2 separate regions of the Macaca mulatta genome follow, and region 2 is linked to region 1. A link is a contact called in public Hi-C data. All regions are on one chromosome and are shown on one strand. The core of a region is the stretch at or near the end of the contact, and the rest is flanking DNA. Distances in the headings are between cores, read along the strand shown. Region 1 holds the start of HOXC5 (homeobox C5). Region 2 holds the start of SMUG1 (single-strand-selective monofunctional uracil-DNA glycosylase 1).

The links. Hi-C and Micro-C count contacts between places; a contact is called where the count stands out from the background.
Region 2: a contact with region 1 is called in a Hi-C map of fetal cortical plate, with 4 times the contacts expected there. The contact joins the promoter of SMUG1 here to the promoter of HOXC5 in region 1. A contact is called at or near these places in 6 of 14 Hi-C or Micro-C datasets (CD4 T cells, fetal cortex germinal zone, fetal cortical plate and 3 more).

What each region holds. Positions count from the first base shown.
Region 1 is chr11:61,209,959-61,216,418 of T2T-MMU8v2.0, reverse strand. HOXC5 (homeobox C5) reads right to left here and starts at 2,879. Exons shown (of 2, transcript XM_015151887.3): 1 at 391-2,879. The coding sequence starts at 844. The region is part of intron 1 of ATP5MC2 (ATP synthase membrane subunit c locus 2); the gene reads left to right. HOXC6 (homeobox C6) reads right to left here. Exons shown (of 3, transcript XM_015151886.3): 2 at 5,029-5,374; 3 at 3,141-4,298. The coding sequence starts at 5,182. The coding sequence ends at 3,991. It overlaps MIR615 (microRNA mir-615), which reads right to left and starts at 17; the gene lies at 1-17.
Region 2 is chr11:61,371,087-61,378,404 of T2T-MMU8v2.0, reverse strand. It overlaps SMUG1 (single-strand-selective monofunctional uracil-DNA glycosylase 1), which reads left to right and starts at 6,056. Exons shown (of 4, transcript NM_001194757.1): 1 at 6,056-6,095; 2 at 6,440-6,523.

The sequences.
Region 1 (6,460 bases), core at 1,630-4,129:
CTTCCGCCCCTCCCGAGTCGCTGGAATCCTCCGGAGCCGCGAGCGCCGGCGGAGCCGGCTCCGCAGGGGAGGGAGGGAGGGAGCAGCGGGGGGATCCCCGCTCTGGAGCCCCGCGCTCCTCACCCTACAGATCCCTCTATTTTTTTAACTCCCTCCCTCTCCCCCAAAAATTGAATATTGCCTTTTATACACGTTTTGTTCCTATGATCCAATTATGTCGTCGTAAATTTGGGCGCACACAGCCTCTAAGCCTTTTAGTGGACAGTTTTACGAGCCATTGATGCCTGGATCGTAAAATTTATGGCCGCAGGTTTTTTTTCTTTATTTGCCCCGCATGGCCTATAAAACCCAGGCGGACCCGAGCGCGCAAAATGAAGTCCTAAAGTTTACCGTGGCTCATGTGCAGTTTGGTCATCCACGGGTAAATCTGTGGCGGGGCCGGTGGCTGGCTCAGTCCGGCGGGCTGCCCTGTCTGCGCCTGCTCCTCTTTGATCTCCCCACTGCTCTTAGCTCGCTCCTCCAGCGCCGGGCGAGCCGCCTTCTGACTGTACATCCCGGGGTTCAGAGGAGCCGCTTCGTCTCTGCCCAGAGCGTGTCCCGGAGCGGCCGCGGCGCTGCAGGCGGGGCGGTCGGGGTGAGCCCGGGGGTTGGCAGCCATGTCTACCCCGTGGAGAGAGTTGGAAGGCGCAGGCGGTGGGAAAGTGATGCTTAAGTCCAATCCGCCGTAGCAGTACCTGGATGCCTGCACCTCTGAGGCCGATCCATAGTTCCCACAAGTTTGCATGTTATAGGCAGGGATATTGGGGCTCTGCTTATAGAATGAATTGGCTACGTAGGAGCTCATGGCGGGGAGGGCCCAAAAAATTTCTGCACCCTTTTTGATTAAGGGTGATTTGTGACTCTTTGAAGTTGAGGGGTTTTTTGTTCTCCAAAGTGCACAATTTATAGGTGGAGATATCTCTTTCTTTATCCTATGCGCTCTTCCCAAATAAGGGAGCCTTAAATAGAGTCACGTGACTCGAGCGGCCACTCATAAATTTGGCTTGATGACCTCCGGGAGGTTAGTGATGGAAGCCGGCGAAACGCATCTCGATATGTTGGCAAAGCCCAACCAAGGGGGAGAGGGAGTGAGAAAGAAGGAAGGGGGAGGAAAAAAAATGGTTCTTGGAATTGGGGGTAGCCGGGACAACAAGCCCACAGCGACACCTGGTGCCTATATGGGGGAATTGCATCCTGGAGCACCAGCTTGCTTTCCGGTAGCTGAATTTCCTACACTGTGAAGGAGAAGCTGGTTGTTGGAGCAACCTCTGAGCTAGCCTTTTAAATTCTATTTAAAATTGGGAAAAGATGAGGCCCCACCTATAATGCACAGAGTGCTTTTTGTAATGAATAGCCCCGTTCTCCCAACCGCCAGGGTCTTCCAATCTTCAAAAATGGCTGAGGAAAGGAGATTTAGTTAGGTAGGGTGGCCCATGTCCAGGCTGGAGACCCTTAGGGGTTTAACTTAGGTTCCCTAAACCAAAGGTAGAAGTCCCTCGCAGGCCCTAAGGCCCCACTACTGCTGAAGAGGTGCCTATCAGCAAGAGAAAGTAGAATTAGCCTCTGGAGAGGTAATTCCTCTGGAGACAGGACGCCCAGGAGGAGGGATCCTGAGTGGTCAGAACAAGATAGTGGGGTCATGAAGCTGAGGGTGCTCCGGGCTGTCTGGGATGGATCTGGAGGTGAGGAGCCAGGTGGAGTTGGCTAGACCTCACCATGCTACGGTCCCCAGAGTGGCAACAAGGCAATTTTCAAGTGTGTGCGTGGACACGGCCAGAGCAGACAATGGTCTAGAAGACTGCTCTGTCTCCCTGTGTGAGATCCTTATGTGGTACCTATGCCAGAGGCTTTAGACAGAAAATAGATGTTAATTGAGGGCATGCAGAAGCAAGATTGAAGCCTCCACAAATATTATGTGAGCATGGCAGAGGAAAAGGCCCGTTTTGTGACCTTTGGAGAAAAGGTCTCTGGGCCAGGCTTTCCATGGACCTGAATCCATAAGATCCACAGGAGAGCAATTTCTGAGCTACCAAGAGGAATGGGGCGGACTGGGAGGTGGGCAGGGCAGGCGCCTGGGTAGCCTTCGCAGGGTATCTGCAGCCATTCGGCCCCATCCTCTTCCCCAGTAGCCCCAAATCTCATACTTTCCCGCCTGCTTCTTCCCAGGAAATCTCCGCCCCTGCCAGAAGGCCCCCTCCTCACTGGTGGAGGCGCTGGTGGCGAGGGTGGGGGTGCTGGAGGGAATCTGAAGGGCCTGGAAAACTCTGGCGGATTTTTTCCCTCCGGAGACCCCCCTCAACACCTCTCCCCGTAGGCCCACTCAGGTTTCTCTGGTCAGGCTTGGAGAAAGAAGGCCAGGGTTGATAAATGGTTAGGGTCCGGCTGCGCTCCTCACCCGCCTCTTCACCCGTTTGAGGAGAGAAGAGTAAGGAACCAGCCCGGCTGGAGCTGTAATGAAGAAGGAATTTTGTCCCGGCTACGTCAGGAGTCCCAGAACCGGCGAGAGCTCAGTTTCCAGGCTTTCTCTCTCAAGATGTCCTTGAATCGCTCAATCCCTGCCGACAGGGCTCCAGTCCCGCGATCTTCTCTTTCCCTCCGCTCTCCGCCTCCGCCACGTTTCGCAACAGCCGGCTTGGCGCGGGCCTGGGGCTTGCTCTCACGGCGCCCCCCGCCTCCAACTCCCGGGAGTGGGCGGAGGAGACCCTGGTGCCTGGATAGTGCTTCTTTACTGGTCTTTCGGGGCGCCTCGGGGTTCGGACGCCGAGGATCCCGGCTGCCACAGGCAGGAAGAAAGGCCTGCGTGGAGCTGGTGCGCAAGCCGACTGATCCGGGCTCCCCCCGGAACAAAATCCTACGCGGCCTTTTTGCCGCAGGGTGTGTGTGTTGCTCCGCGCAGGGAGCTCAGAGAGGCCTCCCAGGCCCTCAGTGCGATCGCGAGAACCAACAGAAGGCCGGGGCCCGGCGCCTGGGCTCCGGGGATGGCGAGTGCAGAGGGCTGTGGGCTTGCAGGCGGCGGGCAGGCGCGGGAGCGCTTGGAGCCTGCTCCAGCTCTCATCCCGAGGCCGGCGGGCGAGCGAATTAACAGAATTCCCGGTATAAACTTTTAAAAATAGTATCAGTTTTATTAAATATTCGAGAACGGACCCAGAGGTTGGATTTATACAGGAGGGTAACACGAGGGGATTTATTTATTTATTTATTTTATCCTACTGGCTAAACAAACGTCATTCACTTTTTTTCTCTCTTTTTGTAATTTTCCCTCTTTTTTCCTTTTTGAAATGGAATAGGAACACTGACGGTGCTAAACATAAATATAAATACAGAGACCACAAATACAGCTAAAAATATTCACACAGAAACGGTCACAGTTTGTAAAATGCCATAATGACCCCCAGGATTCTTTAAATACAATTTGGCTGGGCTGGGCATTTGCTGGGGCAGAGGGGCTGGGCAGGGACTGTGGGGAGGCCCTGGGGGTTGGTGTGGAGCCAAGGCGCGCCCTCCTTGGGCCTCTGGCCCTCCCCGGCTGCCAAGCCGGGCCCTGAGGCCCGAAGCAGAGGCCCCAGGCCCGGGTGCCGGCCCTCTGCACGGGGTGCGGGGGTGGGGGCGTCGAGGGAGTTGGGGGAGCCAAGTCCTCACTTGGAGGGCAATCTGTAGAGTCTGAGTTCAGGATCCGAGCCCCCAAGGCCTGGACGGGGAAAGGGGCCTGCAGACAAGCCGCGAAGGAGCTAGCAAGGGAGCGAGGAGGAGGAGGCGCGTGGCGAAAGAGAGTTGTGCGGTGAGGGAGGGGGTCCAGAGCTGACTTTCAGGTCCACGTTTGGCTCCCTAATTTTGTTTTAGGGAATCAAAACACATCAATTGTGCCAGTGATAAATACAGAGTGTGTGATTAGGGGAGAGTTGGGGGGGAGCGAGGGAGAAAGGGAGAGAGGGGTGGCAGGGACAGTCCTAGTCACTCTTTCTGCTTCTCCTCTTCTGTTTCTTCTCGCTTTTCCTCTTTTCCGCCCAGGCTGTCGGCGGTGGCCCCTCCGCCGCCCCCCGAGAGAGTGGACGTGAGATTGGATTCTTTTTTCCATTTCATCCGGCGGTTCTGGAACCAGATTTTGATCTGTCGCTCGGTCAGGCAAAGCGCGTTGGCGATCTCGATGCGCCGGCGCCGCGTTAGGTAGCGATTGAAGTGAAATTCCTTCTCCAGTTCCAGGGTCTGGTACCGCGAGTAGATCTGGCGGCCGCGCCTCCGGTCCGCTCCGTAGCCGACCCCTAAAGATCCGGGCACAAAACACACTAAAAGCAATCAGCAAGGCGTCCTCTGCAGACTATTTCGCCTAGCAAAGTCCTGACCCTCCCAACCTGGCCAGCAGCTCGCAGCCCCATTAGGGCTCTAGCCTTTTCCCGTTTGCCCTGCCCCACCCCCACTGGGGGTACAGCCAGGACCCCAACTTCGTTCAGACCTCCCATAGGTGGGACGTGTGTGTCCCAAAGAAAGGTGTGTGGGGTGGGTGGGGGGGCGGGGCAAAAGGCAAACGGAAAGCTGCAAGTCTAAAAGCTGATTTTTGAAAAATCCCAGATAATGGGGATGAGGTCCCCCTTTCTCAAGGACTGGGCTCCACCATCTCCCCAAGTATCCTAGTTTCTTGGAAACTTCTCCCCACTTCTCTGCCTCTCCTCTCCCCCTCCCTTCTCCTCAGACTGATTCCGCTTTGGGGGGCTCCCCCATCTTCTGCTCCCTCCCTTCATCCCCTGCCCTGTTCCTGCCCCCTCAGCTTGTCTTGGAGACCTCCAATCCGTCAGGGGCCAAGGGGGCCAGGCCCCTGCAAGCGAGCGGGAGGCAAGCTGAGGGGGCAGAAGAGGGGGCCCTGTCTCGGCAAGGAGACGAGCGTGATTGTTTTTATGGGGCCATAAAAAACTCTCTCCGCCCGTTCTTCTAGGGAAGCCGGTCATAAAGCCAGTTCAGTTTATTTAATTTATATCTCGGAGCTGTAAAACTCACCACTGTGCGAATTCATTCGCTGCATCCAGGGGTAAATCTGGATACTGGCTTTCTGGTCCTGGGGCGCAGTCCTGCCCTGCTCAGAACTAAAATCCTGAGCGATTGAGGTCTGTGTGTTATGTCCTAAGGTGTTTTGTCTGCAGTTTGAGAGCATGTCTTTCTCCTGGTAAAAGGAATTAGATCCATAGTCATACGGCCCCCGGCTGGAACTGAACACGACATTCTCCTGTGGCGAATAAAAGGGAGTCGAGTAGATCCGGTTCTGGGCAACGGCTGCTCCATAGGTCGAGAAATGCCTCACTGGATCATAGGCGGTGGAATTGAGGGCGACGTTGGGGAGGACGTCCTGGCCCCCGGCGAGGTGGCAGGATAAGGAAGGGTTAGTGAAGTAGGAATTCATCCCTTTGCCTTTACCTGGTCGGGCTATGATTTCTTTAATATTTATTTCTGTCTCCAGTTTGTACTCGGAACTAGATGGTTATAGGGACGGCTCCAATCCAGGACAGACAAAATGACAAAGTCAGCTGACCCCCTCCCAGCCAATCGCAAGCCAGATGTCAAGAAGGGGGAAAAAAATCGCTTCTGCTTCTGTTGATTCCCTAGTTGAGACTAAGTGTGTGCTTTGAAAGTAAGACTTGGATTTCTTTTAAAAATATGTATGTAGGGGAACTGGTTTGGTGGTGAAAGAGGGGTGCACATACCTGAGCAGGGCCTTGGGACTTAGGTAAGGAGAGCTGTACTCCCAGGAAATCTCTTAGCCCCAGTTAACTTTGCTGTGCTGTGGCCAGAGCCAGGGCTAGATAAATCCCTGTATTTTCAGTCTGGTTTCATCTTTTATATCTGCCCCCTTGTAAAATTACATCCTGATTTCTCCATTGGAGGAAGGAGGAACTCCCTCCCAGCACGGGAGGGGGTCCCCAGAAATCCTGCAGGAAATCCTGGTTTGACACTCCATGGAGTGAGTCCCATCACTAAACTAGTATTTTTTTCTCCAATAATTAAAAAAAAAAAAATCAAAAGTAGAAAGAAATTTCATAAAACCTGTTCCCCTGAGTAAGTAGAGTGTGGCTGAGAGTCTTGAATGTAGGAGGGATGTGGGGAACAACTAGGTCTAAAGGGGCAAGACTTCAGGGTACAGTGGCAGAGCTGAAGTGGGCAAACGGACCACGCATCTGCTCTCCTTTGCTTCCTGGTTCCCTTCTGCCTCCTCCTCAGGACCCCTCTTTTGGGAAAACTCTTCCAGCATTTCTGCCTAAAAGGGCAAATGTATAAAAATGCAATAGAAAAAGGAGAAAAAAGAAGTAAAATGTAGGGAGGTGGCACCAGAGGGGGAGAGACAGAGAGAGAGAGAGAGAGAGAGAGAGAGAGAGAGAGAGAGAGAGAGAGAAAGGAAGAACGAAAACTCTGAGAATCTTTCTAGAGACATCAACTC
Region 2 (7,318 bases), core at 4,807-7,306, 160 kb before region 1:
GCATCCTTGAGCTGTGCACCGTGGCTCATGCCTGTAACTTCAGCACTTTGGGAAGCTGAGGTGGGAGGATCACTTGAGCTCAGGAGTTCGAGACCAGCCTGGGCAATATAGTGAGACCCCCGTCTCTACAGAAAAATTTAAAAATTAGCAGGGTGTGGTGGTGCACATCTGTAGTCCCAGCTACTTGGGAGGTTGAGGTGGGAGGATTGCTTGAGTCTGGGAGGTGAAGGTTGCAGTGAGCTAAGATTGTGCCACTGCCCTCCAGCCTGGGCAACACAGTGAGATCTTGTCTCAAAAAAAAAAAAAAAAAAAAAAAAAGGCTAGGCACGGTGGCTTACGCCTATAATCCCAGCACTTTGGGAGGCCAAGGCAAGTGGATCACCTGAGGTCAGAAGTTCAAGACCAGCCGGGCCAACATAGTGAAACCCTGCCTCTTCTAAAAATACAAAAACTAGCTGGGCACGGTGGCAGGTGCCTGTAATCCCAGCTACTCAGGAGGCTGAGGCAGGAGAATTCCTTGAACCCGGGAAGCGGAGGTTGCAGTGAGCTGACATTGCACCACTGCACTCCAGCCTGGGCAACAGAGCAAAACTCCGTCTCAAAAAAAAAAAAAAAAAAAAAAGGGTATGTCCCTCAAAGTGTTGCTGTGAGGATTAAAGGAAACGATCCACATAAAGCACTCAGGGTGGTGTCTGGTGTGGACAAAGCACTCAGTAACAGTTAGTTATTGTTGTTATCACCCTTATCACTATTCTGAAAGATGTAGAATGGAGGACAGAGATAGGGAGAGGGGTCACCAGAGATATGAGAGGGGCAGTATGGGTGGGAAGGAAAGGACAGGTTCAAGAGGGCTGCAGGAGCAAGAGAAGGCAAATGACAGAGCCAGGGCCAGAGGCAAGAAAAGTGTCTTTTGGGAACATTGCAGGGGAAGGAGCAGGGGAAGGAGCAGGGCTCAGAAGAATCACCCCAGGTTCAAGTTCCTGCTCTGTGACTGGTTCCCTGGGAGTGCAGGGCAAGGCAGGGCTGGGCCTCGGTGTTGAGTAGGCTAGAAGCTAGGATTCTTGGGTCATCCTCCCACTTAGTCCCATAGCCACTCTCTCAGACTCATCTTGACTCCTCTTCCTTGTTGCTTAATTTGGCTCAACCTGTGGGAAATGCTCCTCCCATTCTCCAAGTCTCACTTTCATCCTTCCTGCTAAAGGACTTGGGGATAAGTCCCGTTCCCTTGGCTGTCTGTCTGTCTGATGTCTGTGTGGTCCCTCAGGATAACTGCTCTGGACAACTCTAACACCACTCAGATAGATTGTCCAGCCTCCTGGCCCCGACATCTCCCACCACTGCATCAAGCCAAATTACTCAGCCCCCCCAAGCCTCGGGCTCTGGTGAAATCCGATTAGCGAGGAGAGAGCTGCACTGAGCTGACAGCTCCTCCAATAATTGCTTCCCAAGTAAGTGATGCAAATCAACCCATCCAGCCTATTCCTGCTCCTCCTTTGGGGACCCAGGAGTCCAGGCCCCAGGAGATGGGGGACACCAGAGTTGAGGAGACCTAGACGCTGTCATCTGCCTCCAGTTAAGTGGGCATAATCCATAAAGCTAGGTTGCGGTGTCTTGGGGCTGAGGTGTGGGTATCAGCGTGGTGAGGCTAAGCCAGGGACCCCACTGTCTCTGCATTTCTGTCTTAACTGAGAGGGCATCACATTGTCACCTTATTCTCACCCCTTGGAGAATAATCCCATTTCCTTGTAAGGTAGATGAAGGCGGAGATATAGAAGATACAGAGACAGCGAGGTGGCTGAACCTGTTGAGAAACAAATCAGGCAGGTGCGGTGGCTTGCACCTGTAATCCCAACATTTTGGGAGGCTGAGGTGGGAGGATCACTTGAGCCCAGCAGTTCAAGACCAGCCTGAGCAACATAGCAAGATCCTGTCTCTACAAAAAAAAAAAAAAAAAAAAAAAAAAATTAAAAATTAGCTGGGTATGGTGGTACGCACTGGTAGTCCCGGCTACTGGAGAGGCTGAGGCGGGAAGATTGCTTGAGCCGGGGAGGTCGAGAGTGCAGTGAGCCATGATCATGCCACTGCACTCCAGAGTGAACCCTGTCTAAAAAAAAAAAAAAAAAAAAAAAAAAAAAGACACAAATGGATAAACTCACAGCCTAGCTCCTCTGGCTGTGGGCCCTGCAGATAGTTTTCTCCCCTTGTGAGTCCCCCTCCTCACTAGGCTGAGGAAAAGACATGGAGTGTTAAGTCCCCACAGAGGGAATGGGGACGTTTAGGGAATCTGATCAAGCCTGGAGACTTTCGTGCGTGTGCCAACGACATGTCCTTGCGATGCAGTGGCCCTTGCTTAACTAACACATCAAGGAGCCCTTTTCCCTTCCCCAAATCAGGGCACTTTAAGGGGCCTGTTAATGCTTCTTCCATAATGCATTTCCTTCCCACATCTTTATTTCAGGCTCTTTCTTGCTGTGACCTCCTTATCCCAACTCCTGCTGACCTTGGAGACCTGAAGAGTTACTTTCCTTACAATCCTGAACTTCCAACTCCAAACCTAACCCTGCATGCAGGTCACTGTCTTCGTGGAAATCTACAGGGTGAGCTCCCCAGTCTTGTCCACCATGCTTGTGTGTCTGATAGGGCTTCATGGCCTGGATCTTGGCTACTCAGGCTAGCATCTGCCTGAGACCCTGGCAGCGCAACAGCAATAACTACCCTTTGTAGAGCCCAAATTCTGTATTAAGCACTTAATGTAATTAAGTCATTTAATCATCACAAAAGAAGATAGAGATTACAATGATTATCCCATTTTACAACTGAGATAACTAAGGCACAGAGAAATTAAGTAGCATGCCCAAGGTCACCATGAGTAAGTGGCACAGCTTGGATTCAAATCCAGCAGTCTGATTCCAGAGCCCACAGTCCTGAGGCCTCTGCTATGCTGCCTTCACTCTCCCATGCTCTTGTGATGTTTGTTGGGCTAATCGAGACAGGGCCCAGTGTAGTGGAAGTGGGGAAGGTGGCTACACTGAAAGTTAAACACCAGATCCCCCTTTGGGGTCCCCCAGGTCAGAGACAGTGAGTGGGAGTTGAGCAGGGTGACACTCCGTATCTAGGAAGGGGGAAACATGGCCTTCACCTTCTCCAATTCCGGACCTTTGTTTTCTGCAGTGGGAGGCCCTGCAGCTAGACAGCCCTTCCCCGTTGAGAAGAGGGGAGGCAAGGGAAAGGCTGAAAGATCCGCCTAGAAGCCCAAGTGAGCAGAGTCGGAGCTAGGACCCGAAGAGGCCGATAGATGGCGCTCATGGCCCAACACAGCTCCAGCAGCCCGAGGAAACCAAAGGAAAACTAGTGAGCAGGTTAACCCCTTCCCTCCTGGGCTCAGGACAGAGTTGCTGGCTGGTGGGTATGCAGGGAGCACTGCCCCAGGCCCGGTGCCTCAACTCTCTAGGCTCTTACCCAGGTGATAATCTGGGTCATCTTCTGTTCCTGCCCAACAAGGCTTTACCCATAAATCATGGTCAGCAGCCTCCTGAAGACTTCCCAGAAGACATGAAGACTAATAAATGGAAGACACTGGTTGGGAGAGCTGCACCCAAGCCCATGTTTCGTCTCTTGGGCTCTATCTCTTGAAAGCCTCAGGGTCTCTGTTTCTAAGCACCCCTACTTCAGGAGAGAGCCTCACCTCCATCTTTCCTGGGAGTGACTCACTGGGTGGGGAGGAATAGCATGCATGGACTACAGACAGAGAAGGCCCCAGGCCCCTCTGGCATTAGCTATAGGGACTCACTGTGGGCTGCCTAAGCCTCAGTTTCTCCTTATATCTGGACTTCCTATCTCTGGGTTCCCTGGGGTGGATGGGCTTATAGGGAAAGAAACAGTTATTCAAGTCTTCTAGGAAGTTGAAATCGGGTGGAGGTCCTGGGGGATTTCTGCTTGCCTGTTACTCATTTCACTCATTACTGTTCTGCCAGAAGCTGACTTTGAATGTGGAGGGGTTGCCAAGATGACAAACTAGAACAGAAGTGCTGGGCAAGCAAATGACAGAGGGGTCAGGGGTGGGCAGGAGGGTTGTCCAAGGGATGGTGGAGATCCTGGAATTTTTAAGCAACGAGATGACACCACAATGAGGTCCCCCCACCTTATTTTTGGTCAGAAACACAGAAATACATAGATACACAGAGATGGGGGAACTTTTTCTAGACGCTCAGATCCTCTTATTCCAGTCATTCTAGAGTAAGAAGCAGAAACAGGGAGATGTTCACAGAGGGAGAGAGAGACACACAGATACAGAGAGAAAGCTACACAAGAGACTAGAAATAGAGACAAATTTACATAAGTAGAGAGGGGCAAATAACATAGCAGAGAGAGACATAGACAGGGAGAGGATCTGGTAAAAATTAAAGCTTAGAAAATTATGGGCTTCATGAGGTGGATGATTAATTCCATTTCCAAAGTCTTGCAAGGGTCAGGGTAGTTTCTCACCCTTCATGTCAGAAGGTCACTGCTCACAGCTCCCTGAAGCTCCTACTGCACCCATTAAGTTTTTGTTGATAGGAGATCAGACAAGTCCTGGTGAGGGGGTAGCATCCTTTTTCTGTCACTTCTTCCTGTTCTGGGGTTTATAGTTCTCCTTCTCTACCACTCACAGGGAGACCTTGCTTCTGTGATTAGAGCCTTGGCTGTGCTAAGGTGTGTGGAGAGTGTGGGGTGGAAGGAATATAGAAGATAACTAACCTTAGGGGGTTCCCAGTCTAATGAAAGTTTTAGAGTCAGGACACAGAACCAGACCCAAACAGAGCATAAGAACAAAACTAGGAATAGGACAGATTTGGATATAGATATTGGGATGGGGGAATGGGAGGGGAATGGGGGGGAATGGATTGTTAGGTGCAGCCATGGGATTAGGATTGATCACTCTTCCTAGAAAGTCCAGATACTTTGGACAAAGTATTTGAGGGAGAAGATTTGGAAGGAAGAGTGGCAGCTAACTTTATGTGTCTACTTGAGTGGGCTAAGGGACACCCAGATAGCCAGAAAAACATTATTTCTGGATATGTCTGTGGAGTGTTTCTGGAAGAGATTCGCATTTGAATTGGTAGACTGAGTTAAGAAGATCACCCTCATTGATGTGGGTGGGAACCATTCAATCCCTTGGGGACCCAGTAGAACAAAAGGGTGGAGGAAGGCAAATTCTCTTTCTTGGTGAGCTGGGACATCTATTTTACCTGCCTTTGGACATCATTGGAGTTCCTGGTTCTTCGTCCTTCAGGCTCTGGGACTTAGCAGTGAGCCCCCTCCCCTGCTTTGGACTTTCCTGAATTATACCACCTGTTTTTCTGGTTCTTCAGTTTATAGACAGCAGAGCAGGAGACTGTGGGACTTCTTGGCTTCCACAATCCTGTGAGCCAATTCTTGGAGTAAATCTCCTCATATAGATAGATATCCTGTTAGTTCTGTTTCTCTGGAAAACTCTTGACTAATACTGAGGTTATAGGGTTGGGCAGATAGCAAGACAGAGAAAGAAGTCAAAATGGTGACACTCTGGAGATGGGCTTGGACAGTAATGGGGGATGCTCCTTGCTAAAGAGTTGTTAGGAGCTACCAGAAATGTCTTCGTGGATATTCTATATACAGTAATGGCAGGCTGCAGAGGAGAGGTCTCTGATACCCAGGGTGGCAGGGGGCCTAGAAATGGTCTTTAGGTATTGTTAATACCTCAAGTGGATGAGGGATTGGGGATGGTTGAAGCTTCCTGATTTGTAATCCCTTTGGGAAAAATGTGAATGAACTTTTGGAAGGGCGATGCCCTTTAGGGATAGAACTCAGGATTTCCTAGGTACTTATAGGCTCTGACCTTTCGCTTCTCAAGACTTCCTGATTTAACTCTGATGGAAAGATTAAACTACAATTCCCAGCGATGTTTAGAGCTAATTTAGCGCGCCTTCCGGGATTGAGCATTTCCGGCGGAAGTGGCCGTGGGCACGCCAATCTCCTTCCCTAAACAATGTAGACTACGACTCCCACTGTCCTTAGCGCCGGGGGTTGGGTTTGCGGGGGAAAGGAACCGGAAACGGGATGGGGAGCTGGACCAGGTGAGGAAGTAGGAGGCTGGGAACCTCGGACTGTGGGGGAAAGTTGAGGGCTCCCAGGGTCGTCGGGGCTGAGCCGAGAGGGTAGTCAGGATTTCTATGTTTTGGGGTCCGTCTCTCCGTATGGGGTTAGACTCGGTGCAGGGAGAGCCCAGCCTATGAAACCGCCTGGGAGGTCTGCAGGATCAAGGCTTTCCTGTCGTCCAGAGCCAGCGGGCGCCCCCGGAGGTTTTGTATGATGCCTTAGTAGTCGGCCCCTTCGGAACCAGATGAAATGGTCTTTTTGAATTTATGCTTTATTATTATTTATTTATTTTTCCGAGACGGAGTCTTGCTCTGTCTTCCAGGCTGGAGTGCAATGGCGCGATCTCGGCTCACACTGCAACCTCCGGCTCCCGGGTTCAAGCGATTCTCCTGCCTCAGCCTCCTGAGTAGCTGGAATTACAGGCGCGCGCCACCATGCCCGGCTAATTTTTGTATTTTTAGTAGAGACGGGGTTTCACCATGTTGGTTAGGCTGGTCTCGAACTCTTGACCTCGTGATCCGCCCGCCTGGGCCTCCCAAAGTGCTGGGATTACAGGCGTGAGCCACCGCGCCCAGCCTATGCTTTATTATTATTATTTAGTTTAAGGGTATTTCTTATTGTCCCTTGGACTCCGCTCCAAGGGACAGGGGAGTGCATACGTGTCTTCGATTCCTTCCTCACTTCCCGGATTTGATGTCAGAGAAGTCTGACATCAGTCTGAAGTCTGGCCTTGGTGGTCAGCCTTATCGCTGGGTCCAACTCCACTGCCTTTGTGCTTAATGTAATATGACACTGTATTTTATAAAATGTCTACATTTCTTAAGCCTCTGGCTCTTGGGGCGACTTTGGGTAGAACTTACAAGTTCTTTTTTTGAATTCTTCTAGTGTTTTGTTCCGGGTTTTAAAGCTCACATCACACTGTATTACAGTTAGTTGTTTATCTGCCCTCACAGCAGTTTATGAGCTTACGGAAAGCCTGGCTACATTTTACTTATTTTGGATTTCTTCCTCACCAAGAGACTGCTGTAGTGCCTGTCATGTAAGAGACTCATAAGTATTGAAAAAAAATAAATGAGTTAACAGGTGGTAGGTTGGATGGAATATGTGATTTTCATAGAGAAGAGAGTTAAATGAGTTGCTCAAGAGAACCTTCTTAGAGATGAAACAGGAGTAGAATTCAAACCAATTGCCTTCCAGCCTG